Linked DNA regions of Zea mays: regions 1 and 2 are each linked to region 3. A link is a contact called in public Hi-C data. All regions are on one chromosome and are shown on one strand. Each heading gives the region's core, a stretch centred on a gene start, on an enhancer-like site or on the middle of the called end of the contact. The rest is flanking DNA. Distances are from core to core; before and after follow the strand shown.

The links. Hi-C and Micro-C count contacts between places; a contact is called where the count stands out from the background.
Region 1: a contact with region 3 is called in a Hi-C map of tassel, with 2.6 times the contacts expected there. The contact joins the promoter of LOC103628577 here to the enhancer-like site in region 3. A contact is called at or near these places in 3 of 25 Hi-C or Micro-C datasets (ear, leaf and tassel).
Region 2: a Hi-C map of endosperm shows a contact between it and region 3, with 2.8 times the contacts expected there. The contact joins the promoter of COAC2 here to the enhancer-like site in region 3. A contact is called at or near these places in 2 of 25 Hi-C or Micro-C datasets (endosperm and leaf mesophyll).

Annotation. Positions count from the first base shown.
Region 1 is chr5:156,010,693-156,014,401 of Zm-B73-REFERENCE-NAM-5.0, reverse strand. It overlaps LOC103628577 (protein NDL1), which reads left to right and starts at 2,039. Exons shown (of 11, transcript XM_020538509.3): 1 at 2,039-2,323. The coding sequence starts at 2,261.
Region 2 is chr5:155,607,433-155,611,153 of Zm-B73-REFERENCE-NAM-5.0, reverse strand. It overlaps COAC2 (Mitochondrial carrier protein CoAc2), which reads left to right and starts at 1,819. Exons shown (of 7, transcript NM_001136788.1): 1 at 1,819-2,061. The coding sequence starts at 1,918.
Region 3 is chr5:155,804,919-155,808,627 of Zm-B73-REFERENCE-NAM-5.0, reverse strand. No RefSeq gene overlaps it. Among protein-coding and RNA genes, the nearest start is that of LOC103627078, 64 kb to the right of the region's middle. Within about 2 kb of position 2,292, at least 19 of the 20 cell types and tissues checked have an H3K27ac peak or open chromatin away from gene starts, as enhancers often do. A contact at or near this core is called in ear, endosperm, leaf and 2 more, where this site is marked.

The DNA.
Region 1 (3,709 bases), core at 790-3,289, 210 kb before region 3:
TAGGTGTCCGAGGACATCATAATTATATTAGAAAATATGTTAAGAATTTTTTTGTCATTATTTTATAATTAATTTTATACTATTAAATTATTATCTTATCTGATCTCTAACCCATCAAGATAATTTTAAAAAGTCGTAATATATGTTCTAGGCAAAAATATGCTATTGGATACTAACCAACAAAATTTTAGCTGAAAACTCGTTTTGTACATAAATAAATAAAAATGTTAAATTTTGTTAAGGGTGAACTGAACAAACTCAAAAGAATTAAGAGGTGAAATAAATTAAAAAATAATCTAGGGAGGTATGTAAACCTTGTCTATAGTCGGAGGAGTAATTTAGACTTTTTCCTTTAATATACTCCCTCCTGTCTTAATATATTATTTGTTTTAGGCCTTTGTTTTTTTGTCCATATTCAAACTGATGACAATTAATCTAGACACATATATAAAACACATACATCAAAGGTTAGTTTGGGAACATCGTTTTCCCAAAAGATTCTAGTTTTCGCAAAGAAAAATAAACTAATTTCTTTTAGGAAGATTGGAATCCCTTGGAAAAACGGTGTTTCCAAACTAGCCCCAAATATTGTATTAATCTAATTAACAGTCTAAAACGAATGTACTATTTTAGGAGGCAGGGGTATAATCTTTGTTTGTTAATCAAACTGTTCCTGCGCAACAAGCAAAACCCCGCAGTTTTGCCCCTCGGGAAACCCACATGTCTCAGCGGCTGCTCCCTACCGACACCATGGCGTGGGGCCGCACGCGTGTAGCTAGCGAATAGGACAAGGACACGTGTTCAGAAGCGACACCTCGACCAACGGTCGTCTGGCTGGTGGGCCTGCCACGGGAAATGCCCGCACGCTGTCCTTCTCTGACATGCCGGGCCGACGACTCACCCCGTGGTTAAAAAAAGTTGCTTCTGAGCCGGGAGAAGCACACGCGTCGGTATCTGGATCGTTGTAACGGAGCCCCCAACGGTCCAGATTCCCACGGTCTGGTGCGGTCACCCGTGGTAGAGGTCGGAGACGAGCCAACCGTCGGTGCTTCCGGTTCGAGGCCGGCTAAGGACTTGTTCGGTTATTTTCAATTCATATGGATTGGAGATGATTGATATGGATTGGAGGGGATTTTGACTTACTAGGGATTGAAACTCCCTCAATCCCCCTCAATCCATATGGATTGGGGTAGAACCGAACAAGCCCTAAAGGGAAATGTGAACTTACATGCGACCCCCTGGCTTGTTTTTGAATTGCAACACGACGCCTAGGCCTCGTAGCTTGTTTTCCCCAATCTAGATTCCCTGGTAATCTTGGACCTCGGGATTGCGCCAAGTCAATAACAGAACTCCCTTTGATTCACAAACGGTGGTTCCAAGGTGGTCCAGTGTGTCTAATAGCTGTATACATAGGTTTGTTTGTGTGTACGTAGAGGAAAAGCACATTTATTTTACTTAGGTTCTCTTCGGCAACTTATCCATCCACATTTTTCTATTTTCATACTTCACTCGGCAAGCCGTACAACCTATAATAAAAAAAATAGCAGTGCTTTACATAATTTGCATAACCATATATATGATCTTCTGCCATAGCCTTAGGTACTATGTATGCGCAAATGTCGTTTTAATACACTTTTTTATTGAAAAAGTATTACCATGTCCTTCATTATATACCGTTTTAATTCACCCCTCCTCCTCATCCTCTAAGCTGGCAGCTATGAAAACCATAAAGACTTCCCTAAAGCCACATGGTATTGTAACTATCATTCGTCCATTTTTTTGTTATGGATTAAGCATTCATCATTCTTTATATATATTAATAATAAGTTGCTAGTTTTCTCACCTGCGGTAATGGAAGCAGTCCTGTGGCATCATCCCAATCCTATGGACTATCTTAGTCGTGCGGTGGACTGTTTTACCCTTCGGTTAACATGTCAACTAATCAAATCAACAACGGGGGGCTGCGCTGCAATAATAGAGAAGTGCAGGAATGGCGGAGCGAATATAGGACAAGCGAAAGGAAGGGCAACAAAAGGGAGGGGAGAGAGAGGGGTGGGGCGCCGAGGAGAGAGAGAGAACGGTGCGCCCGCCTGCTCCTCCTCCTCCCCCTTCCGTCATTTATAAGCGACGGCAACACAGGCGACGAAGCCGGGGAGAGGGGGGCGCACGAGGCAATTTATAGCGAGGAGAAGAGGAGCGGCCGGGCCCGAGCAGAGCAGGCCGGGCCAGCCATCTCTCCTCTGCGGCGTCGGCGCCCGGGATGGGGGACTCTGGCGGCTCCGTTGTGTCGGTCGACGTCGAGCGCATCTCCTTCGGCGGCAAGGTCCGTACACAACTACAACGGCCCTCCTCTCCGATCCTTTGTTTCTCGGCTATTCCGGCGCTCTTGTGCCATCTCTCTCTGCCTTAACTGTTCTGTCTTTTTAGCGCTGGGTCTCGGCCTCTCGGGGGCGGTATGGTATCCGGTGGTGGTTTGGGCGGAGAAGGAGGGATTGGTGTGGTGGGCCCTTGAATTCGGTGACCTCTGGTCGTAATCGGATTTCCCGGGTTGCATTGCTTTTGCGTTTCTTGCTCAGGTTCCGCAGGTTGTTCCGGTCTGTTGCGTTCTTCTTGCTCATGTGGATACCGAATTACCGATTCGGTTCCCGACCGTTATCCACTCGGATTACGAGGCCCGGCTTGAATCCGGTGGCCCCTGCTCGACTCGTAACCGGATTTCCTGGGCTGCATTTCTTGGTCAGCTCCGCAAGTTAAGTAGTTTCGGTTTGTTGTGTTCTTTGGCTCATGGATGGATTACGAGGCCCGGATAAAACAAACAGCAGCCCGCCCAGGCCGGCCGCGTATGGTTTTCCATGTTTTCCACCACTTGCACTTGCTCTTGCTCTTGCGCCCCCGCCATTCGTGAAGCTGCATTTTCGTCGGCCGCTGAAGCAGCACGACACGAGATGGCGGGCTCCTCGCCGCCGCGTCTCCGGCGGCCTTCGTCTGCCTACGTAACGCCCTCCTTCCATGTCGATATCCCTCCTCCCTCCGCCCTTCGGACCTCACGGTTCTTGCCTGGCCCTTTCTGTCCATGCACAACCTGGCAGCCTAGTTAGTTGAGTTCCTCGATCGCTCGTACTGTGTGCGTCTACGCCCCCTTCATCAAACGACTTTAGCGCTAAAGATTCTGGCCCCGACGCTCTTGGGTGCTGCCTCGGTGTCCTAACCACCAGTTTTTTTTCTTTCTTGTATCGCTTGTTTTAGCAGGGGTTCCTAAACTGTCTAGTTCTTTATTTGCTTGGTTGGGCTCGTTTGGTGGTTCTCCGTGGAATTGTTCCTTTCTTTCTGAACGAATTCCTTACTCAAGGAGGGTGTGATTTCTGTTTTGGTGTTGGTTAATTTTAATGAAATTGTTCGTCTTTCCGGGAGGAAGACTGCATGCAATTTGGACAGATGTTTTGCTTTGACCGTGGACTAGTGCCTAAGTAAAGGGGTGAAAAATATTAGTGTAGCTCACAAGTTCCTTTCGATGTGAATTTCTTTAACTTTCAATGCTATGCTTGTGACCTGGCAGAGTCAAATCATTCCTCTGTACTGTACAGTATTTATGTGGCAATAGGCTCTTCCTGTGACACAAAGCAACTATAATTTCTGTTGGTGTTGGCGGATTCTTTTCTTGCCAAATATATGCTGTTATTATGTTGCTTGTTATGGTGGAGGAATGAGG
Region 2 (3,721 bases), core at 570-3,069, 200 kb after region 3:
CTAGCTCAAGGGGGCACGTACAAGGGTTCTGAGCCCCGACATGTGGTCCCAGGAACATAACAGATGTAATACTTGGAGCAACTAATGCTCCCTGTTGGAGCAATCTCCTTGTGCCTGATATCCGCGATCTACGTAGTATTGACGTGTAGGGGAAGCTTCCCTGACAACGTACGAGTGACGATGGATGGGCATAGTGTACTTCGCAGCACGGGCGTACTGTTTGGCAATGGGATGGACAGGCACGCCGCCTGCAAGTTGGCCTGGACGCCGCCTGCCAGCTGAGTGGACAAGACACATTAAATGCCGAAGGGCACATCGCCTGTCAGCGGGATAGTCAGGCGGCGCGTCTTCTCCGCAATAAATGTAGAGACAGCGCGGCCCAGAGGCCTTACGTCAGGCTCCGCCCGCTAGCTTACGTCACGTGCGGTAGGCCACATGGCAGCATCATGTCACCGCCTTGGCAGGGAGCAGTAGCGCTACGCGGACAGGTCCGCACCAGGCTAGGCCTGGACACGCGTCGGCACCGGACCCCTGCCTGAGCAAGGCCTGGGTATTCTCTGCCCCTGAGTCCCGGGACTCGGCTGTGGGTAGTCCGGACCCCACGTAGAGGGGTCCGGGACCCGTCCCGGAGGTCCGGGTCGCATTCGCGGGGTCCTGAACCTTGCCCCAGAGGCCCGATCTACATGTACAGGGGTCCGGTATTTTCCCATGGGGTCCGAACCCACTGTTGGTATCTTGGAGTGTATCGTTTTCTCAGGCCACATGGCGACCCTGGGGCCATCCACGTGGTGGAGTCGGGTGCTGTTCGTCACGTGACTAGAGATAGTCGTGTGGGCACCACGCCTTCATGCTGTAGTAAGGGGTACCCCTGATTCAAGGTACCGATAGACTTACATCTACAGCTCCACGATTTTTTAGAGCACCTAATGACCTTATCCATAATTTCACCAATTTTTTTGTAGTCGGAGCCGTCCTAAATAGAGTCTAAGAGCATCTACAACCCTAGAACACCGGTTCAGTTTTTTAAGTATAATAGACGATAAAGATATTGCATGTTATAATTTTGAGATCATGGATCATCAATACAACTAAGAGACAATGTGTATTAAAAGTTGTGAGGAGAAGAGCATGTCTCTTGTATTTTTTTATTTAGTTCTCTAGAGACACCTAAAAGAAGTTATATTAAATAGGTTGTACGTGTGCTTAATAGGTTGGATGATATTCAGCTGTTGTAGATGCTCTTGTCGAGGCAGCAATCAGCATGAACCACGCGTGTCCATTTCATAATAAAACATTCTCGGCTCGGTGGCTACGCGCGCCCTCCACCACCAGCCAACTGCTGATTCCACCACGTCTGACCGGCGGCTTCGCCCCTGTTTGTTTCAGCTTTTTCCAGCTTCTGGCCACCAAAAGCTGCTGCGGACTACCAAACGCATCAGCTTTTCAGCCAGCTTTTATAAAATTTGTTTAGGTAAAAACTATTCAAAATCAACATAAACATATAATCGGTTGAGTTGTTGCAATAGTAGGAATCCGTCACTTTCTAGATCCAGAGCCCTATGAACATTTTTATCTTCCTCCGCACGTAATCCTAATAATACTCAGATTTTCCCAATAGCCAGATTCTCCTCACAGCCAGATTATCAGAAAAGCTGTTCAGAAAAAAGCTGAACCAAACAGCACCTTCCTTTCGCCTTCCGCCGCCCACCGCCGTGTACACGTGGCCCCGTACCGCTTTCACTTACACGTGGGCCCCGCGCTGCCTGATTGGCCTGATTCCCTTCCGCCTTCAATTCCTACGCGCGGTCTCCCTTCTCTTCCACCTCAATTCGTGTCGCCTACGCCTCTCGCTCTCCTCCCGCCGCGCGCGCGAGAGGAGGGAAAGGGAGGGGAGGAAGCCGGCGGGGGGCGCGCGGCATGGACGCGCGGGCCAGGGAGGCTGCAGAGACCAGCGGCCCCGGGTTGCCGCTCGCCGTGCGGGAGCTCCTCGCCGGAGGGGTCGCCGGGGGAGTCGCCAAGACCGCTGTCGCGCCGCTCGAGCGCGTCAAGATCCTGTTCCAGGTGCGTTGCACACACGATCCTTGCGCGCCCGCCTGGCAACAAGTTTCCCTTTAAGAACGTGTAGCGATGTATACAGAATCTTGACGAATTGAGGAGAGGTTGAATGTTGCCGTGGCATAATTTGCCTCTCTGGGGACCGGGAGCTGAGATGCGTTTTCGTGCGGCGGTTGTTCTCGCCCGATCTTGTACGGCGGATTCTTTGTTCGCCCACTGTCTTGGGCTCTACAGTATTTCTAACCACAGATGCAAATTGCGTGATCATGGAACCTTGAATGGCTAGCATCACTTTAATGAATAACGATACATGTTGTCGGTAGGTGAACTTCATCAGTCATGCGACAATCTGGCCGTGAATAAAGTACAATTCCAGTCCTTAAACTTGTCTGTCGAGTCTCCCCGTTTTCTTGCATAAACCAACGCGGGGAGGAGGAAACTTGCGGTGCGCAGAACATGGCGGTTGAGACTTGCAGCTAAGCTTCAGAGTCGCTTGATTTTGTCGATTTTGCTGTTGTTGAGACTTGCAGCTATGCTTCAGAGTCGGCCGATTCTTTGTCCACAAGAGAAGAAGCAAACATGAGTACTCTGCAAAACTAGAGAACTCGGAAGGCTTAGCCATAAAAGACCGGCAAGAGTTTTCTGGCTATGCCAATTAAAATGCCGAGGGGAAGGAATGTATGTTACGTCACGCTCGTTCAAAACTGAAAAGACAGTGAAATACGAGAGGAATGATGGTAACAAATTTAGTTTGGTGAGCAGCTTAGAGAGCGCAAGTGAGGTTTCATTGCGAGGTGGTGGAGCGGCTATGTTTTGTCGATTTTGTTTTGTCATTTCATACTACTAAGATTAATTTCACAAGTTATTTTCTATTTGATGTCTTCTCTAGATCGTGTTCAAAAAAGAAGATTTTTTTTTAAAAAAAAACTCTTTTCAATAGTTGTTGATGAGGTCTTGAGAGGGTTATTGATTTTTCAGGAAAGTTTAAGCAAGAAGATGGGAAAGGCCCTTTTATTGGGTCTGTTTTGATCTGTTTTAGATCTAAGAGAGACCCGAACATGGATAATGCTTTAAGAGATATACTTTAAAAGTTTATAGACCGAGATAACACAACTCGACAAGTTAAAGGACCGGAATTGTACTTTACTCATCTGGTCGTAGTTTGCTGGAGCCTGAAGGTATTAGGTTGAGGGGTATAGTTATTGTAACCCGTGACTTATTCTTTGTTCTTGGGTAGTATTGTGACTTGAAAGATCTATATGACATGAAAGGTTTTCGAAAGTGGTTGGTTTCTTTGTTCTTGAGATCGAATGCACTGGAAACATTCTCCATTGGTAAATTTTTTTGAGGGGAAAAGGCTATAGAGGAAAGGAAACCCCTACAGCGCGATTTTATTGAAACTTTTTGGAATGAAATACGATTACAAGGGGGAGCAAAGAAGACAAGAAAAGAAGCTATCGAGAATTTAGCCAAAGCAATAGCCTAGCTCTAAAAGAGGGGTTAAATCTCAGCATTTGCGACTTCGACATGTCGTTGAAACAACATCGCCAAGAAGAAAAAAGAGCCTCATTCCTAAAGATGAAGTTATTCCTCTGCTTCCAAATGCACCAAAGCACAAGCGCCGAAATTTCCATAAATAAACTATGGCCAAAGGCACCCTTAGCCA
Region 3 (3,709 bases), core at 1,043-3,542:
TCCACTATCTTCAGAAAACCCGCTATGGTTTATAGGAAGCTCGAATGCAGGGACCCCTCGCCTGACCGCCATCGCAGCAAAATCAACCCAAGGGCCTCCCTACACTGACCACTCCCTACTGCCCTTGCCGCTTTCGGGTAGTCCTCCACTAGCTTTCCTAATTAGTTAGCCAAGGGCGTCCCATACCACCCTTGTGGTAGCACTATTTTCCCGGGTGGTCGCTCCATGTTCCAATTAACATAATGATCTTATCATAAACAATAAATAACAAACTGTTAATAAAAGTATGATCATGAATAATGTGTATCTCTATACCCAAAACCATAAAGCAATAGCAGGTACTACCCAAAAATTCAGTGGTAAATAAGGTATAAAGATAGCCAAACTAGGGTAAACTATTGGGCCCCATCAAAATTAACCTATACAGATCATTATGATTAATAAGAACATTATTGGGTAAAAAGAAGTGATCAAGGGCACAACTTGCCTGGGGCTTGAGATTCCAGGTATCAACTTGCTCTTCAGGTGACTCGTAACCTCGCGCTAGTCGTAGCAATACAAACAAACAGTGTATAGGCAAAATTAACATCACACCAAACATAAGCACAGAGTGAATTATTATAATATTCTACGTGTCGTAACGAGAACCTAGGTTCGAGAACCACTAAATTCGGAGGTACGATTTAAGAGGTATAGTATTCGGAAGACATATGTGATTAAGTAATTACACTAGGTCTTGTTTTGATTTTATAAAGATAATCTAAAGAAATAATTAATTCAACTTTAATCTTAATTATAACTTGACTAGAGATTATATTTTAATCAATTATAATTATGAACATGTTAGCTTTGATTAGAAGAGTTAATCTAGTAGACATAGGTTAAATAAATATCTAACTACAGAATTATGCGATATGGTATAATCAATGTTGTTACAGCATAGTAAATATTTATACGAAGCTAACGCGACTTGAACGAACCAAATCGGAATTAAAACGAAGAAGTTATGGATTTCCGAAGTTTTAAGTATTGGATTAAAAAGAAACTAAGTACATACTTTTTAATCTAAGCTTCATAACAAACTATGGTTACCAGATGATAAACAATATTATTATATATTTAATGCAACTAGAATCGACCAAAAAGAAGTTAAAATGAATTAATTATGAATTTTACAAGGTTCTGGAATTATTTATACACTAGAAGTCATTTTTGGATTAATTTTATCAAATAACAGCAATCAGCGGACTACTGCTAATATTTTGAAAAACTACAGGGTGTAGCATGTAACTTTTAGGACCAAAACTGAATTTCCCCTACTCTCACCAGGACGGCGGGTTCATTTCGGTGAAACCCAGGGGCTTGTTTGTAAGATGAGCGCAGAACTGAGTGGTTGAGTTCACCGGAGCCGCTGATTAGACGATCGATGGCTTGGATCCGATCCTGAATCGGTATGCGCCTGATTTAATAACTACTGCATGATTTCAATCTGAAGGCTCGGGTTCTATTACTATGTGATCTAATCACCACCGCCCAACAACAATCAGACGGCCCGCGCATCGTCTTCTTTCCCTAGCCGTGACCCCGATGCAGCAGTTGCTCAGGGCGACGGCGCCCCCGCCGGAGTAGCACGCCACGACCATGGTGCTCCAAAATTCGATCCGAATAGAGCGATAGGGGGAGACGGGCATGACCAACAGCTTGGATAAGTTTTCACCTTAGATCGAGCAACGGGACTGTCCGGTCTACGCGACCCAGTGGCTTCCTGGCGGCCTTCTCATCGGCGAGCAATTCGTCGCGCCCCCCAGTCACGCCACGCATGAGGTGGCCACTAGCACCATCAGGGGAATACGACGAAGCTCCCAGTCCCGGCCCCGAGAATCCGACGGCGGCACGAGCGTGGATTGACAACAGCAAATCCAATCCTCGCCCACAGGTCCGCGGTGGCCCACGTGATTCCGGCGAGCGTGACAAAACGCCCTGATGATCTACAGTGGTGGTGCTTGGATGAGATGCGAAGAGGAGGTCACAGCGAGTGGATTTTTATACCCAGGTTCGGGTGGAAACTACCCGCCCGGAAATCACGACGACCATGGATGGGCTCGATATTGCATCCGTTGGTGAGATCCGTGGGGAAGAAACGCCCTGACACCCGGCCCCACATGGCGGTCATCCAAGACGAACATGTGTGATCTGCAGGAGGGGAAACGCGCCTGATGGGACGGTCCACAAGCCAGCGAAGGCAGAAGCACGTGTGTGGTGTGGTCGCTGACGGGGCTCACGTGTAGGCGACACGGGTGCGCTAGAGAAAATCGGCTAGACGACCGACATCTGGACCCCACCCGACAGCGACACCACAACGCGGGCGCGCGGACGACTGCGAGAGCGGGGCAAACTTGGAAGTGGGCCGCGTGGGTGGAAAGGAGGATAAGGAGTAGATGGGCCTCGGGGAAGGAAATCGGCCCAGTCACCAGTTTGATCATTTCCTTTTCTTTTCTATTTTAATTTCTTTCACATTTTCAAATTTCTATTTCAAATTTCTACCATTCAACTCAAATTCTAATTCCTATTTTAAATTCAGATTTCCCCATATCAAATATGATCCAATCATGAATATAAACATTTCTATTTCCATATTATTATCTATTCTCCTTCCCATTATATAATTCTAGTAATAAATGATTTAATCACAATTTCTTTCCTCATTTTGTCTTTTATGTTTTCATTTAAAATTTTGAGGTCAAATTTAAATTATGATACCTCATTTTAATAGGATGTATCACCACAAATTACAAGCAAGAGATGCATCACCCCATTATTTATTTAGTGGCTATTTAACTAAATTGACATTATTAATTGATTATGAATAGGAAATGTCCGAGTAAATTCTCCAAAGGCTTCTTTTTAAAAAAATCCTAGAAATACTATCATAAATATATCTATTTATTTTATTATTTATTTCTTTTTCTACCAATTTTGGGCTTTACAATCGGACATCCGAATCTCCGTCAATCGACGATTTTCTGCTCGGCTCCGACGAGGGTCTTCTTCTCTAGAGAGAAACCTACATTGTTATATCTAGGGTTTCTTCGTTTTCCCGTCCGTGCAGGGCCTCCCTATCCCTCCCCTCACCTTCCCCGGTGGCGGTGCCCCTCCCCTTGTTTTCCCCCACCGCACAGCCCCTGCCTGCGGCGCCGGTGTCTAGCCCGCGGTGGTGACGGCCCGAGCCAGTCTCCCCTAGTGCGCGCCCACGGTCTTGGCGGCTCAAGCCGACCTCCCCTGGGCGCGCCCCGCTCGGCTCGGCCCCTGCGCAACCCCCTCCTCTCTCCCTCCCCTCCCCCTCCCATGGTTGGGAGGAAGGAGAAGAGAGGAGGAAGAAGATGACAGTTTTGTAATTTATTCACTGTTTCGTTTTAATCCGTATGCAGGAATTTAGTCTAATTTAAAACAGTGATAACTTTTGCGTTTTAAACCTGTCGGCGTTTCGAGACCGGGGGGGTCCCTGGACCGACGAGTAAATTGTCGCCGCGTGCCCCAGCCCAGATGGGTCGACGCGAGACGGAGCGCGAAGGGGGAGGCAGCCGGAGGGAGACGGTGAAAGGGAAATGTGCCCTTGGGCCATTTCTAAGTATTTTGGTGATTTAGTGTCTAACACAAGTTCTTAAATGTAAAATGGTGGACAAAGTACAAACCAAGGATAAAGGTATGT